2 separate regions of the Sus scrofa genome follow, and region 1 is linked to region 2. A link is a contact called in public promoter capture Hi-C data. All regions are on one chromosome and are shown on one strand. The core of a region is the stretch at or near the end of the contact, and the rest is flanking DNA. Distances in the headings are between cores, read along the strand shown.

Evidence for each region. Promoter capture Hi-C pulls out the DNA fragments that hold promoters and counts their contacts.
Region 1: a contact with region 2 is called in a promoter capture Hi-C map of fetal liver, with 2.9 times the contacts expected there. The contact joins the promoter of SYCP2 here to the enhancer-like site in region 2. A contact is called at or near these places in 1 of 5 promoter capture datasets (fetal liver) and 7 of 47 Hi-C or Micro-C datasets (brain, embryonic fibroblasts, epiblast stem cells and 4 more).

What each region holds. Positions count from the first base shown.
Region 1 is chr17:59,958,451-59,965,539 of Sscrofa11.1, forward strand. It overlaps SYCP2 (synaptonemal complex protein 2), which reads right to left and starts at 3,864. Exons shown (of 42, transcript XM_021078152.1): 1 at 3,194-3,864. It overlaps PPP1R3D (protein phosphatase 1 regulatory subunit 3D), which reads right to left. Exons shown (of 1, transcript XM_003134506.4): 1 at 5,110-7,089.
Region 2 is chr17:59,807,887-59,815,011 of Sscrofa11.1, forward strand. The region is part of intron 6 of PHACTR3 (phosphatase and actin regulator 3); the gene reads left to right. Among named protein-coding and RNA genes, the nearest start is that of PHACTR3, 63 kb to the left of the region's middle. Within about 2 kb of position 4,910, at least 6 of the 83 cell types and tissues checked have an H3K27ac peak or open chromatin away from gene starts, as enhancers often do. A contact at or near this core is called in fetal liver, where this site is marked.

The DNA of each region.
Region 1 (7,089 bases), core at 2,614-5,113, 150 kb after region 2:
AGGGAGCAAATGTGAGCCACAGCTGTGACCTAGGCCACAGCTGCAGCAACACCAGATCCTTTAACTCACTGCTCCTGGTGAAGGATGGAATCCTTGCCACAGCAGAGACAACACCAGATCCCCAATCGGCTGTGGGCTGTGACAAAGCAGAAACTCTCAAGAACAAACGAGAAAAATCCTGTCTCCAAAACAAAAACAAAACACAAATGCATCCAAAGAAATAAACATAATAGATACTCTGTTCTTACAATGCAATAAATTTAGAAATCAGCTGCAAAGATAGATTCAAACTTCCTACGTGCTGGGAACTAAAACACATACACTTGAATAGTCCAGAGGATATAAAAAGCAAGTCCTATAACCATGGACACATTCACTCTCATAATTCACACCTTTCAAGGCCCAGAGAAGAAGCACGTCTCTTGCCTACACCTTTCAAAGAAGAGGACTGCAATTCATTACACTATAACTGTTTATTGCGTATGTTAGAAATCTTCCATAAGAATACATTTAAGGGACTGGGTGGGGAGGGTGAAACAATGCAAAGATTGTAGATTGTGCTGATACTGGTATTTTGGTCTCTGCTTCAGAATAGAGATAAAAATTTGAGGAATGTAAGTGCTCAGGTAAGAGAAAAGACATTAGTTAACTGTCAAATCCTTTCTCTGACAGAGCAAAACTATAGTTGATTAATGCATAATGAAAAACTGCTTCCTCATAGTGCCAAACATCCATTTTCTTGCTTCTCTTTGTATTCCAATTTGTGGCTCTCTAAGTACTAGCAACTCAGTGCACAGTTTTTGCAACAATTGCACATGGTGACTGAGAAACATTCTGCTGTTCAAAGCAATTCCTATTATTCTTTAATTTGTATATGTAAATCTAGATAACCAGGTGAACACCATAAGAACTATTTACAATTAGATGGCAAGCAAAGACTAGAATAGTGACTATGTATTCTTATAAAAACGTTTAAGAAGATTTATTCAAAAATAAATTTCAGTGTTCGGACTTTGCTAAAATGAAGTTTATGAAAATATGTACTAATTTATGAATTACATAGGTCATTATTACTTATCCAAAATTTCACCAGTCCGTCATCAGAGATCCATAATAAATGAATTCAGTTATCTTTGATATTTTGCCAATACTCAGTCATAAGAATATTAGCTTCACACATTTTCTATTTTGCTGTAATTAAGGTGCTTGTGTGAAACTGAAGACTAGAACATTTTATTTCACAAATTGAAAACTTGATTAAAAAGTGTAAGTACCTAAAATATTTTTAGGGGCCTCTGCTGAACCTTCCTAGGGTCAGCAACTGTTGGGGCAGGCCTGCCTATGACATTATGCTGTCCTGTGTCACAGCAAAAACAATTTAAATTTTAAATGTAATTTACAAAGTACTCTGAGACTTGGAATACAGCACAGAAGAATTACTTGCGGCCAAGAGGCACATAAAGCTAATGAGATAGTTTAATTCCTGGTCTACTTTTGCACAAGAAGTCAGTCAAAGAAAGGTAAAACTAATTAGTATCTACACAGGCAGATTTTTTTTTGTAAGTAAGCAAACTAAACTGAACAATCCAGTGACTCATCCCTCCCTTCTCGGTTTTAACAGGGCCAAAATTTCAGTACTATCCATTAAACAACTGAGGCGGAAGGCTGTCTAGACAGAAACATTAGCATACACTTATCTTTGCATCATCATGAGTAGACAATTTAAAATAACTTTATGTATCTTAAGGTTTTGCAAAATAAGACTTTTCAGTTTTTTATTTCCCGGTAAAAATAGTCTTGTCCCTTAAAAGATTGTTGCTGTCTAATGACTTCCCTATTTTTTCCTTTCCATATCAAACTTGTTAAACTCACGCACATGTCTGTAGTTACTGATTCAAACTACACTGAGTCCTAGACACAAGCCTTCATTACGACTGCAATGACTTAACTTTCCCTCTGGACTGTTGTCAGCCTGCTCTAGTTTTGCTAATGAACAATAGAGAGCAGCTGCCGGCTTCACCATCCTTCCACCCACATTCCTGCCTTTTAAGGACTTTTACTGGCCAAAACCAAAGGAAAAAGGCGGGGGGAAGGAAAAAAAAAAGAAACAGAAACAAAACACCTAGAGTGTGACAGAAAAATTTCTTACAGACCATGAGAAGCACCCTACTTCTGGATCGGAGGCAATTCTCGGAGAAAAGGGCTAGGGGCAGATTTTAATGCTAATTAAACTAAGGAGGAGAAAAAAAAAATCAACAAAAGTCTTTATTAGGTTGTATGTCCCAGAACAAGATGCAGCAGAACGACCCGAAGAAACACAGCATAGAAAAATACCTTTTGGGGGGGGGGGCCTCCGCGTGCGTGTGTGCGTGTTGGGGGCACTGCGCCCCAATCTACTTACAGGCAAAACGGACTTCGTGAAAAGATGAATGTGCATATGCAAGCGGATAAAAGGAGCAAGGTTTCAAAAACGCCCCACACCCTGGCAGACACCCTGGCAGACAGGGAAGGCGTCCGCCTCGAACGCGCACCGGCAGCGCTCGCCAGCCCGAGCCCGCTCCTCCGCGGCAGCAGGCATCTACCGCTCAGGTGAAGCCGGAGACCGGCCGCCGCGAGGTGAGGCCCAAACGCCGCCTTCTCCCATCACCCCCAAAGCGCGAACACGAGCCGTCTCACACCACCCCTGCGCCGGCCTCGCCCGCGAACCCCGGCACACAGACCCGCTTCTTTCTTCTCCCCCCGGGGCCGTGACTCGGGACACTCGGGAGAGACCCCAGGTCACACGGGCCGGGGGCGGGTGCTCCGCGCTCCCCCCGAGGCCCCCACCGCGGCGCGGCCCCGAGTTTACCGAGCGAGGCCCCGGGGGCGGGGGAGGGCCGGAGACCCAGCCCGCGCCTCCGCCCGCCTCGCCGCCAAGATTCTGGTTCCGGTCAGTCCTCGCGTCCTCGGTCATCCCCGCCCGAGGACACCGGCCGCCCGAGCGTCCAGTGGGACACCCCCCCCCCGGCCCCTGCCCCGCCCGCCGCACGCCCAGCCGTTGTCCGACCCCCTCAGCCCCGAAGGCGCCGCCCGGCCGTTTCTCCAACGGCTGTGCCTCAACGGTCGGGAGGTCGCTCGCTCTGCCGCCCTCCGAGGCCCGGCTGACACCGCTGCTCCCCGCCACCCCCCGCCCCGCCCGGACGCCTGGCACAACCTGCCGGCCGAAGGAAGGCTCCGCGGGGAGCCCCGGCACCCGCCGCTGCCGCCGCTGCCACCCGGCGTCAGGTCTCCGCGGCTCCGCGATCTCTGAGGCACCTCAAGCGGCCGCGGGAAGGCGGGAAGCACGCGTCCAATCGGCGTCGCGTGCGGCCGGCGCTGCGTCTAATCAGCGCCGCCGGCCCGGCAGCGCCCCGCCCCTCGCACCCGCGCCGGCGTCGGGGTCGCCCGAGGCGGAGCCAGGGGTGCTGAGATGGGCGCGGCTCGGGGCCTCAGGTACGTGGGCGGCCGCGCCCAGGACTGACACTGACCCTGACCCCTGACCCCTGACCCCACTCGGCAGGCGCCCTGCCGCGAAGCCCTCCCCGCTCCGACGCGCCACGAAAGGCGGCGCCAGGGCCCCTCCCCTGCCGCGCCTCCCTTCACGCGGTGCGGACGTGACTGAGGAGCCGTCTTGCCCTGAGGACGTAAACCGGAAGGGCCGGCAGGCGCCGGCGGGCCCGAGGAGACCCCCAGGCAGGACCGCTCGGGAGGGCAGGACGGGGCCGCGTAGATACGGGGAACCCGCCGAACCTGCGAGCACAGGAATGGTCAGACTCCCCTGAGCGAGGCCCCCGCTGCGGGCCAGCAGAGGGCAGCAGAGCCACGCCGGGCCGCTCCCCGCTGACCGCAGGCCGGACCGAGGCTCCGGCCCGGCCCCGCCCCAAGGTGGCCCCGCCCCTCTGCCGGCCCCGCCTGGCCACGCCCGCTCGCCCCCAACACACCTATCCAGCCTTGCTCTGCTAGGCCCTTGCTTGCCAGGGTCTCCCAGAAGCAGGTGCCGGGACGGCTGCTGCTCTCATTCGCTTGGCCCCCAGCGTCCTGGTGGACAGAGGGCTGAGGTCGTCTAGGCTTGACAGTGAGCAGAATCATCAAGTGTATTCCCAGGCTTTTTAGACTGTTTTGATTTAAAGTATCAGTTTAAAGGATAAAAGCAATGGATGTTTCTTGTGTAAAATATGCAAGCAATTCAGAAATTACAGCAGACAAATACGTCGAAAATTAAAAGTAGTGTTTTCTTATCTTGCCACTTTTTAGCAGAGAGAAGACAAACGTTAGAGCCCTTTTTAGTGTTTTACATGCTCAGAAAGCCCAAGGATTTTTTAGTAAACATCACTAAACTACCACAGGGGAGGAAACATCATTTTAATTTTATTTGAATTGTTTTGAAATAGGTTTTTAGGTTGTGATGTTAGATGGAAAACCTTATCAATTATCATCCAAATGGGCTTTCAGTTAAATTTGACAGGCTCTGACTGGGAGCATCCCATCACATAATAGAGAGAGGCTGGGCTTCGTGTAGCTCACTCTGCTACTTAGCAGCTGTGGAACTTTAGGCGAATTACTTAAACCTCTCTGTGCTTCATTCTTTTCAGCTAAGAAAATGGGAATTTTATCTACCAGGCAGTGCAATTTTCAGAATTAAATGAAATCGCATACATACAGCACCTAGCATTGTAGGCAAGCAGAAAAGAGAGGACACAGTGAGTGGTAATTTCCTTTCCCTGGGTTCAAGGCTTTGCAATTGAGTGAGGGTCACAGTCCTGGGAGAGGCAGATGCACACAAATTATTCCATACATGGGATTCAATAAGTACCAAGTACAATAACTATCCCATCCCCTAAGTGCCCCTAAAGCGTTCCTCATATGTAATACTGATCTGGCATAAAAGAGGGTATTTCAGTTTCTCAAACGCAACTGTGTTTCTGAAGCTGAGGTGCCATCATACAATGTATTTATTTTGGCAAGATGCTTAATGTGACAGCATTTTAGGAAGGATATGCGACCTATGTGTGAAATGATTTAAACAATCGACGTTTCTAAAGCCTTGTTTCAGTAATTAGACCACAAGAAAAACACACTTCAACTAACAACTTGTGCGTATATATACTTTAATATTTAGGCTTAGGTGAAGTCATCTTAAAAGCCAGACATTAAAATATGTTTGGGGAGACAACCCAACAATTGCACAAAATTTGAAAAACCAGGCCACATAAGTGTGTTTTCAGGTCTGAAAATCTCCTTAAGCTGTTCCACTGCTCCTTGATCAACTAGGTAGATATGTTTAAGCTTTAACGTTTTTAAATGTTGATCCTTTTTTTCAAAGGCACGTTGAGGTTCTCTTAATATTGAAGATATAACATTTATTTCATACTCTGTGACCAGAACCTTTTTGACACGTGATCTTCAGGTGGATTATAAGCTTCTCTACATGACTTCACAACACATGCGCCAGCACTAGCTCACACCTGAATGCTCTGGACAAGCGCCTTGCACGCTGGGCCAGGATCCAGGGCACAGCAGCCAAGGCCCTCACAGACTTGCTGACCTAACTGGACAGTTAGTTAAATAGCAGGAAATGGAACCAGGCTTCTCTCCCTCTTGCATGCCAATGTAGTACACAGTGCTAAGAGGCAATGACTGTTCAATTTAGTCACAATATTTCAAATAAAAATTCAGTATTTTTAGACCAGAAGTTACCAAAGAAAGTCATCCCTGTTGTTGGAATCAAAACACAAGTTTCAATTATATATATATATATATATATATATATATATATAATCAGTTAAAAGGCAAAACTCATCCTTTACACCTATTTGCCAAATGGCAACAAGCATTCAAAAATTTAGAGTTAATTCACTGGTGACACCTAACACAACATGGATCACATGGTTTCAACTGTACCAGAAGCCAACTTCCAAGTTGGAAACCGTGTCCATCTTAGCTGGGTTTTCACACCTCAGTGCTAGCACCTGCTGTCAGGACTATCACTCAGGACCCAAAAAATCATGAGCCCCTCCCAGAGAGTTTTAAGTCATTGCGGCACCCTGCAGGGGACAAAGGTTTTGACTTCTTGGTTGAAATTTTTTTTTCCTTTTTTTTTTTTTTTTTTTTTTTTACAAAAAGCATTTAATGTTTTAAAACTGGGAAACAAGTTCAGATAATGTAATAAAATTTTCTATCTGAAGGCACAAAGAATACAGTTGGCAGGTAGCTGGTAAAACCAGGCACATACAAATCTAATTTAAAATGATTAAAAAGCATAAATATTTGTGTATTGTTTTTCCTCCAGTGCTCTGTCTATTGCTGAAAATACCTGCTAGTTCCACTCGGTAACGTGTCTTCTGAAAGATGACTGCTGGAACCTTTGACACTTAAGAAGACATAAACAGAGTCACCTTTTATCATCAAAAAGGTAATTGCAAAGGGCATCCTTGCCTGAAATTCTACAGAGTTGCCTAAAAATTGAAATAACTTAAGGCAGAATTTCTTTAAATGTGTAGGTAGTTCAAACCTATACAGAATGGCCTGATAAAGTGCAGATCATAATTATCAAACACATAACAAGAAAAAATACATTAAGTGAGAGGAGAGACTGCAGAAGGGATATCTTGCTAGTTACAAGTTTTAAACATGTTCCTTCTTCTCGGCTGCTGGTGTAGGAGACACACAGCCTAACCAGGGCAGCCTGAACTCCCAGGAATGGTTGTATGATGACGGATGAAGCATAAATTTCTTGCCTATTAATAGTTTCCCGGCTGTTAGAAGCCTACAGATATTGGCAAGCAAATGTGATCTCGGGTTTTCCGTGTCCCGGGTCGGGAATGCCTTGAGGGACCACGATGGGGTCACACTGTGCATGCTGTTTACAGTGAGCACAAACACACAACCGGACGTTTTCTTAGCTTACTAAATCCAGAATATTCCCGAGAAGGCATCCACTCAGGTAAAAGGTCCCAGCATCACAATGATAACAGTAGCTGCATTCACGGAGATCCAATTAGGACACATGCAAAAGCCACAGGCTTTCCCAGCGGGGAGACGCAGGCCTTTCCAAGAACACCCTGGGATGGG
Region 2 (7,125 bases), core at 3,660-6,159:
GTCTCTATTTAGTTATTTCTTCTCTAATTTTTGTTATTTCCTCCCGTTTACTGACATTGGGCTTTGTTCTTTTTTTTCTGTTTCCTTTAGGTATAAAGTTAGATTGTTTATTTGATAGTTCATTGTTTCCTGAGGTGGGCCTGTATTGCTATAAATTTCCCTCTTAATACCACTTTTGCTGTACCTCATAAATTTTGGTATGCCATATTTTCATTTGTCTCCAGGTATTCTTTTATTTCTTAATTTCTTTTTTTTTTTTTTTTTTTTTTTTTTTTGGTGACCCAGTTGTATGGCGTGTAATAGCATATTGTTCAGCCTCCACGTGTTTGTGACTTCTCCAGCTTTCTTCTTGTAGTTGAGTTTTTGTTTCAGAACGTCGTGGTCAGAAAAGATGCTTGATATCAATCTTTTTAAATTTGCCTTGTTTTGTGTCCCAGTACATGACCCCTCTCTCCTCGAGCATGTTCCATGTGCACTGTGGGAGAATGTGAATTCTTCTGCATTTGGATAGACTGTTCTGCACAAATATGTAAAATCCATATAGTCTAATGTTTCATTTAAGGCCACTTCCTTATTGACATTCCGTCTGGATGATCTGTCCAGAGATGTAAATGGGATGTTAACTGCTGTTGTGTTGCTGTCAATTTCTCCCTTTAGGTCAGTTAATAATTGCTTCACGTATTTTGGTGCTCCTGTGTTAGGTGCATACTCGTTAATAACTTTTATATCTTTTTGCTGAATTGTCCCCTTTATCCTTATATAATATCTGTATTTGTCTCCTGTTGCCTTTTTGGGCTTGAAGTCTGTTTTGTCTGATATAAATATGGCTATATCCCCTTTCTTTCGAGCTGGTATTTTCTTGTAGAATCATCTTCCATGCTCCGACTTTGATCCTATATTTGTCTTTAGAGCTGAGGTGTGTCTCCTGGAGGCAGCATATAGTTGGTTCTTGTTTTCGTTTGTTTGTTTGTTTTTTAAACACAGCCAGCCACTCTGTGTCTTTTGATTGGTAAGTTCAGTCCATTTACATTTAGGGTGATTACTGATAAATGAGAACTTAGTAAAAGCATTTTGTTTGTTTCTTTGCTTTCTGGTAGCTCTGTATCGCCACTGTTTCTTTTTCTTTGTGTTTCTCTTCTTTTGGCTTGGTAATTTTCTATGGCACTTTTTTGGTTTCTTCTTTTATTACTTTGTGTCTCTGCTCCAGATTTATGCTTTATGCTTTCTATGATGTTTGTTTAAAACATATCATAGATAAAACTGTCCTTTTTCTGCTGATAACATCTTATCTTCATTTGCCTATATGATTTCTCTCCTTTTCCTCTTCCCTTTTATGTTTTTATTGTCTCAAATGATCCCTTTTTATGGTTGTGAGTTTGTTACCAAAGTGAAGTGTAGTTATTTTTCCTACTTTTTTCCTCTTTGACTTTTTTCCTGTAGTACATGTTTAAAAACCTATTTTGATCGATAGTTGCAATTTCTGATATTGTCTGTTACTACTTTACTCAAATATTTGTGTACTTTTGCCTTTTTTTAGGTAGAAAAGCTCCTTTCAATATGGCTTATAAGGCAGGCCTAGTACAGAAGTTATGACTCCTTCAGCTTTTGTTTGTTTCGGAAAACCTTTACCTTCCTTCACACCTGAAGGATAACTTGGCTGGATGGACTAATCTTGGGTGACAGTTTTTATCTTTCAGCCTTTGGAGAATGTCTTCCTACTCCCTCCTGGGCCGTGGGGCTCCTGATGGGCAGTCTGCTGATGGCCTGGTAGGGGCTCCTTCAGAGATTACCCTCCTTTTCCCTTGGCTGCCTTTAAAGTTTTCTTTGTTGGAGTTCCCATTGTGGCTCAGTGGTAACAAACCTGACTAGCATCTATGAGGACGCAGGTTCAGTCCCTGGCCCTGCTCAGTGGGTTAAGGATCCAGCATTGCCATGAGCTGTGGTAGATGTCATAGACATGGCTCAGATCGTAAGTGGCTGTGGTGTAGGCTGGGGCTGTAGCTCTGAATTGACCCCGAGTCTGGGAACTTGCATATGCCACAGGTGCAGCCCTAAAAAGAAAAGAAAAAAAAAAAAACTTTGTCATTGATTTGTGACAGTTTTGATATAATGTCTTGGAGACGGTCTTCTTGCATTGAGGCAGTTAGGTGTTCTCTCAGCTTCCTGAACTTGTGTATCTGGTTCCTTCCCCAGGGTTGGGATGTTCTCAGATTTTCTTTAAACAATCGGTCTGCTCCCCTTTGCGTCTCTTCCCTTCTGGATTACCTGTTATCCTAATATTGCTCTTCCTAAAAAGTCATACTGTTCTCACAGTTTCCTCATTTTTAAAGATGTGCTCCCACCTCTTCTCCCTGAATGATGTCCAGATGTCCGTCATCAAGTCCACTAATTCTGTTTGAGGTGGTCTGCTCTATTTCCAGCACTTTGTGTCGTATTCTTCATCTGGTTTTCTCAGTTATACACCTCCCTAATTTCCATTTGGTTCTCTTCTCGAGTTTCAATTTCTTTGGTAAAGTATTCCTTCTGCTCTTCAGTTTTCTTCTCGAATTTGTTGAGCTGCCTTTCTGAGCTTTTCTTGTGGCTCATGTGTTTTTTTCCTGACAGCTATTTTGAATTCTCTATCAGTTTGATAACACTATGCTGTGACTTCGAGTTTGGCTTCTAGAAAACTGTCATTTTCTTTCTGTGGCACAGTGTTTCTGATTGTTCCTGGTGCATTTGAAGCAGTGAGCACCATTCAACTTTAGGTAAAGCTTTTTCTTTTTACAGTTGTACCTGTGGCATATGGAATTTCCCAGGCTCGAGGTCAAATTGGATCTGTAGCTGCCGGCCTACACCACAGCCACGGCAACACCAGATCCAAACCACACCTGCAACCTGCGCTGCAGCTTGCAGCAACACTGAATGTTTAACCCAATGAACGAGACCAGGGATCTAACGCACATCCTCATGGATACTAGTCGCTGAGCCACGCTGGGAACTCCAAAGCTTTTTTATTTTTTAAACTTGGTTCTAACTGTTCAACAGGTTAGAAATCAGAGGACTTTCTTTTCTCTTCCAGCAGGTGGTGCTGTGGCACAGGTTCTAACAGTTCAACAGGTTAGAAAGCAGAGGCGCTTCTTTTCATTTCCAGCAGGTGGTGCTGTGGCACAAGTTTTTGGTGTCTCTTACCTGAGGTCGCATTTGAGAACTGGGACTTTGCAACCTCCACCCTGTACCCTTCTTGCCCCAACTGTGTGTCCGGAGTCCTTGGTGCCTTGCTGCTGCTGACCTCCAAGCCCCCGCCATCTGTCCCCATCAGGGCTGTGCCCCACGCCCTGCCACTCCCTTGCCCAGCTCTGTGCTCTCTCTCCAGGACTGTCCTCACGGCTGCCCCCGTGTAAGTGCACGGGCTCAAGTCTTCACCCCTGGCGCCAGTGCTCACCCAGGCTGAGGCCTTACATGTCCACTGCCCACTGCTTGTGCCCCTGTAGAGGGCCCACTGACCCACAACCCAGGAAACCCGCCCAACCGCCGAGGTCCCCACTCTCAATGTCTTCGCCACGTTTCGAGACACTGAAGCCACAGCCGTCCCTCTTTCCGCTCTGTCCTCATCACACACCCGTTTGTTCATCCAGAAAATATTAGTCACACCGTGTGTCGGGCACGGGGGAAAGTGATGGGTGGGAGGGGGTACTTGTCCCCAAGACTCGGTCTGTGGCTGCATTTATGAGGATCACTGTCCTTTACAGAAGGGGTCAGCCACTGCTGCTTCTGGCCTGGGCAGAACAAGGGTAGCTGCCCTTCTCCTAAACCAGCTATAAAACCACTGTGTAGGGGCGATGAGCAGCAAGCAGTGTGGACTGTTGACCAGGGAAGTCGAGGGGACACACAGAGTGAGCCCCACAGTGGCCGTCCAGCTTGCTGCCTGGAGCCTCTTCCCAGAGAGGGTGCAGGGAGGTGGCCCCCGAGCAGAGGGGTGGCCACATCTTCCATGAGGCAGATTGCAACATGGAAGCAGCTGGAGTTTGTAGGACAGGTCCTGGGGGCTGTGGGAAGAGGGCCCAGAAGTTCCGGTGGACACTCAGCTGGCCGAGGGCTGGGTGTGTCTGGGAAGGTGGGATTCCCGGAGATTAAGCAGCAGTCACCTGTAGGAGTGAGGGAGGAAGGTGACGCCAGAAGCCAGGGATGCTGGGATCCGGCCCAGCCCGCGGAGAGACCTCGCTGAGCACCCGGACCATACGCTGAACCCCCAGAAAGGTCGGGCCTCGGGAGTAAGGAGCTGGCCGTGGAGTAGACGACCACGATCAAAACCGAAATAGACCTGCTGTCCTTGTGAACATGTTCTGGGCGCTAAGGACCGGGATGAATGAACAGATGGAGAATCTTAGCAGAGAACCAGAAAGCAGAAAAGAGGGCCAAATGCCGATTCTAGAATTAAAAAGCATAATGTCTGGAATGAAAAATCCACGGTGGGTTAAAGATGGCCCCACAGTGTCCCTGCTTGTGCTGGGACAGCTATCAGGGCTCTTGACACAGGGCCCCTGCAGCCAGGCGGGGGCATCCTTGCCCTGCCTCTTCTCTCTCGGGGCACCCACGCCTTCATCCTCCTCCTCCTCCTCCAAGCCTCGTGTGCCCCCCGCCCTGGCCCTCCCCTCCCTGGGTTCTAGGATGGCTGGTCTGGACATGCAGTTTCAGAGGGGGTGTGGCTGCATTGGCGCCATGGGGATACGCTTCTTTGCAGCTAAGGCTTTGTGCATCTCTGCAGTTTTGTCTTCAGGATAAATTCCAAAGTGTGACTAATTGAGAAAAAGATCTCGTGCTGTGTGTATTTTTAACTCCGGAGCCTCTCACTCAGCCTTCTGTTCCTCTTTACACGCGGTCCCCTGTGAGGGTCCCTCCCTCTTCCCAAGAGGGCACTCAAGCCTGTGGTTCTGGAAGCAGCGGCGCAGCGATGGTCCAGGGTGGACTGGGGCGAGGAGCACCTGTCTGCACCTAGAATACATGGCGACGTGGGCTCAGCGATGCTCCCACGTCCAGGGATGGAGCATTCATCCCACATGAGTATGGGGGTGTTCGTTTATGTGCAGGGAAGTCCAGGAAGGAGGGCAGTCCCTGAGGTTTTGGCTAAAAGAGCAAGAAGCAGCTTTAACCGGGACCCGCAGGTGATGGGATTACGCCACGTCCACTCTCGGGGATTATGTGCAGCCGTTGTTGGAAAGAGCTGGCTCCGGTCCGCTTTCGAAGCTCGTGAGTGAGCCAGCTCACTGCCCTGCTGGGCGTGGTGTGTTCCCTCGGTGCTGTAATTGGAAATGTCAGTTGTTAATGGCAGAGAAATAGGTCTGGAAGGAAATAGCCGGAACCTCAGGAGTGGTTTCCTCTGGGGGTGAGATGTGGGCGGGGAAAGGGGTTCTTTTCATCTCGATGCTGCCGCTGGGCATCCGTTGTCTGCACTGAGTGCATTGTTCCTGTAGCGGAGGCAGAGATCAAACCTCTCTGAGCCCGAAGGCAGCCACCTGGGGCTCTGCGCTCCCTGCACTTGGGGCAGCTCCCACCTCGGGGAACTTAACCTTCCCTCTCTTCACGTTGCTGGCGAGGCAGGCGGGCAGATCCCGCCGCTGGGGCCAGTCTGCTCTGGTAGAGGGAGCCCCCGGTACATGGAAGAATGGTCTAATGACATGGTTTTTTTCCTTTTTAACGTTTGTTAATTTGGCAAATTACATCGACTGCTTCTCAAATGATAAACTGCCTTGCCTCCCAGTTGGTTGGGACTGTTACCATGTTTCTAAATTATTGGGCTCGATCTGCTACAATTTTATTTAGGGTGTTATGTCCACATTCACGAGGGCTCTTCATCTTCGGGATCTTCTCTGGTTTTGACATCACGGTAAATTCTAGCTTCATGACACGCGTTTTAACGTCTTTCCTTCTTTTCAATTTTCCGAAATCATTTGTATAGAATTGGAATTATTTACATCTTACATGCTTCATAGAATTCATCAGTGCATCCATCTTGCCCGGCTGGGGTTTTTTCTTTCGACGGGGGAAGCGTTTTTCAGTAGAAATTGTAATTCTTTAGTACAGATGGTTCTATTTTAGTTACATGTTTCTTCTAAAGTGAGTCTTGGAAGTTGATGTTGAATCACATGGAGATATGGCCCCTCCTTCCTGACACTGGTAGTGTGTGTGTGTGTGTGTGTGTGTGTGTGTGTGTGTGTGTGTGTGTGTGTTTCTTCCTCCCCTTCTCACCGTTGCCTCCTTACTTCCCCGGTGAGCCTGCCTGGAGTTTTATCTGTCTTACGACTGTCCTCCAAGTATTCACTTTTATTGCTCCTCTGTTTTCAGTTCCATCAGTTTCTACTCTGGTCTACATTTCTTCTCTTCTCCTTCGTTGGTTTTAATTCACTTTTTATTTTCTAGTTTCTTAAGATGGATTCTGAGGTCAGTGATTTGAGAGTCTTCTTTTTTTTCTCACATAGGCATTTGATGCTGTAAATTTTCCCTAACATCATTTTGATAAGCTGTATTTTTTTTTTCTTTTTCTTTTAGGGCTGCACCTGCAGCATGTGCAAGTTCCCAGGCTAGGGGTCAAATCAGAGCTACAGCTGCTGGCCTCCAGCACAGCCACAGCAACCCCAGAACCCAGCCACATCTGTGACCACAGCTCACAGCAACACTGGATCCTTAACCCACTGAGCAGCTCCAGGGATCGAACCCACATCCTCATAGATACTAATCAGTGTCGTTACCACTGAGCCACAGCAGGAACTCTATAAGCTGTATTTTTTTTTTTTTACCTCAAAATACTTTCTAATTTCCCTTTTGGTTTCTTCTTGGGATGGGGTGATTCGGAATTTAAAATTTTAGTTTCCAAATTATATGGGTATATTTCTAGAACTCTTTTGGTTATTGGTTTCCCATGTAATTCCACTCTGGTCGAAGAACATACTTGGTATGGCTCGAGTCCTGTTTAATTTATTGAGACTTGTTTTATGGCCTCGAGCATGGTCTGTCTTGGTAAATGTTGCATGTGTTCTTTTGTGGGTAGACAACACCCCACTAACTATTAATCGGACCACATCGCTCGGTAGTGTTGTTTCGGCTTCCTCAGCCTTGCACGTTTTCTGTCGTCGTATCAGTCACTTA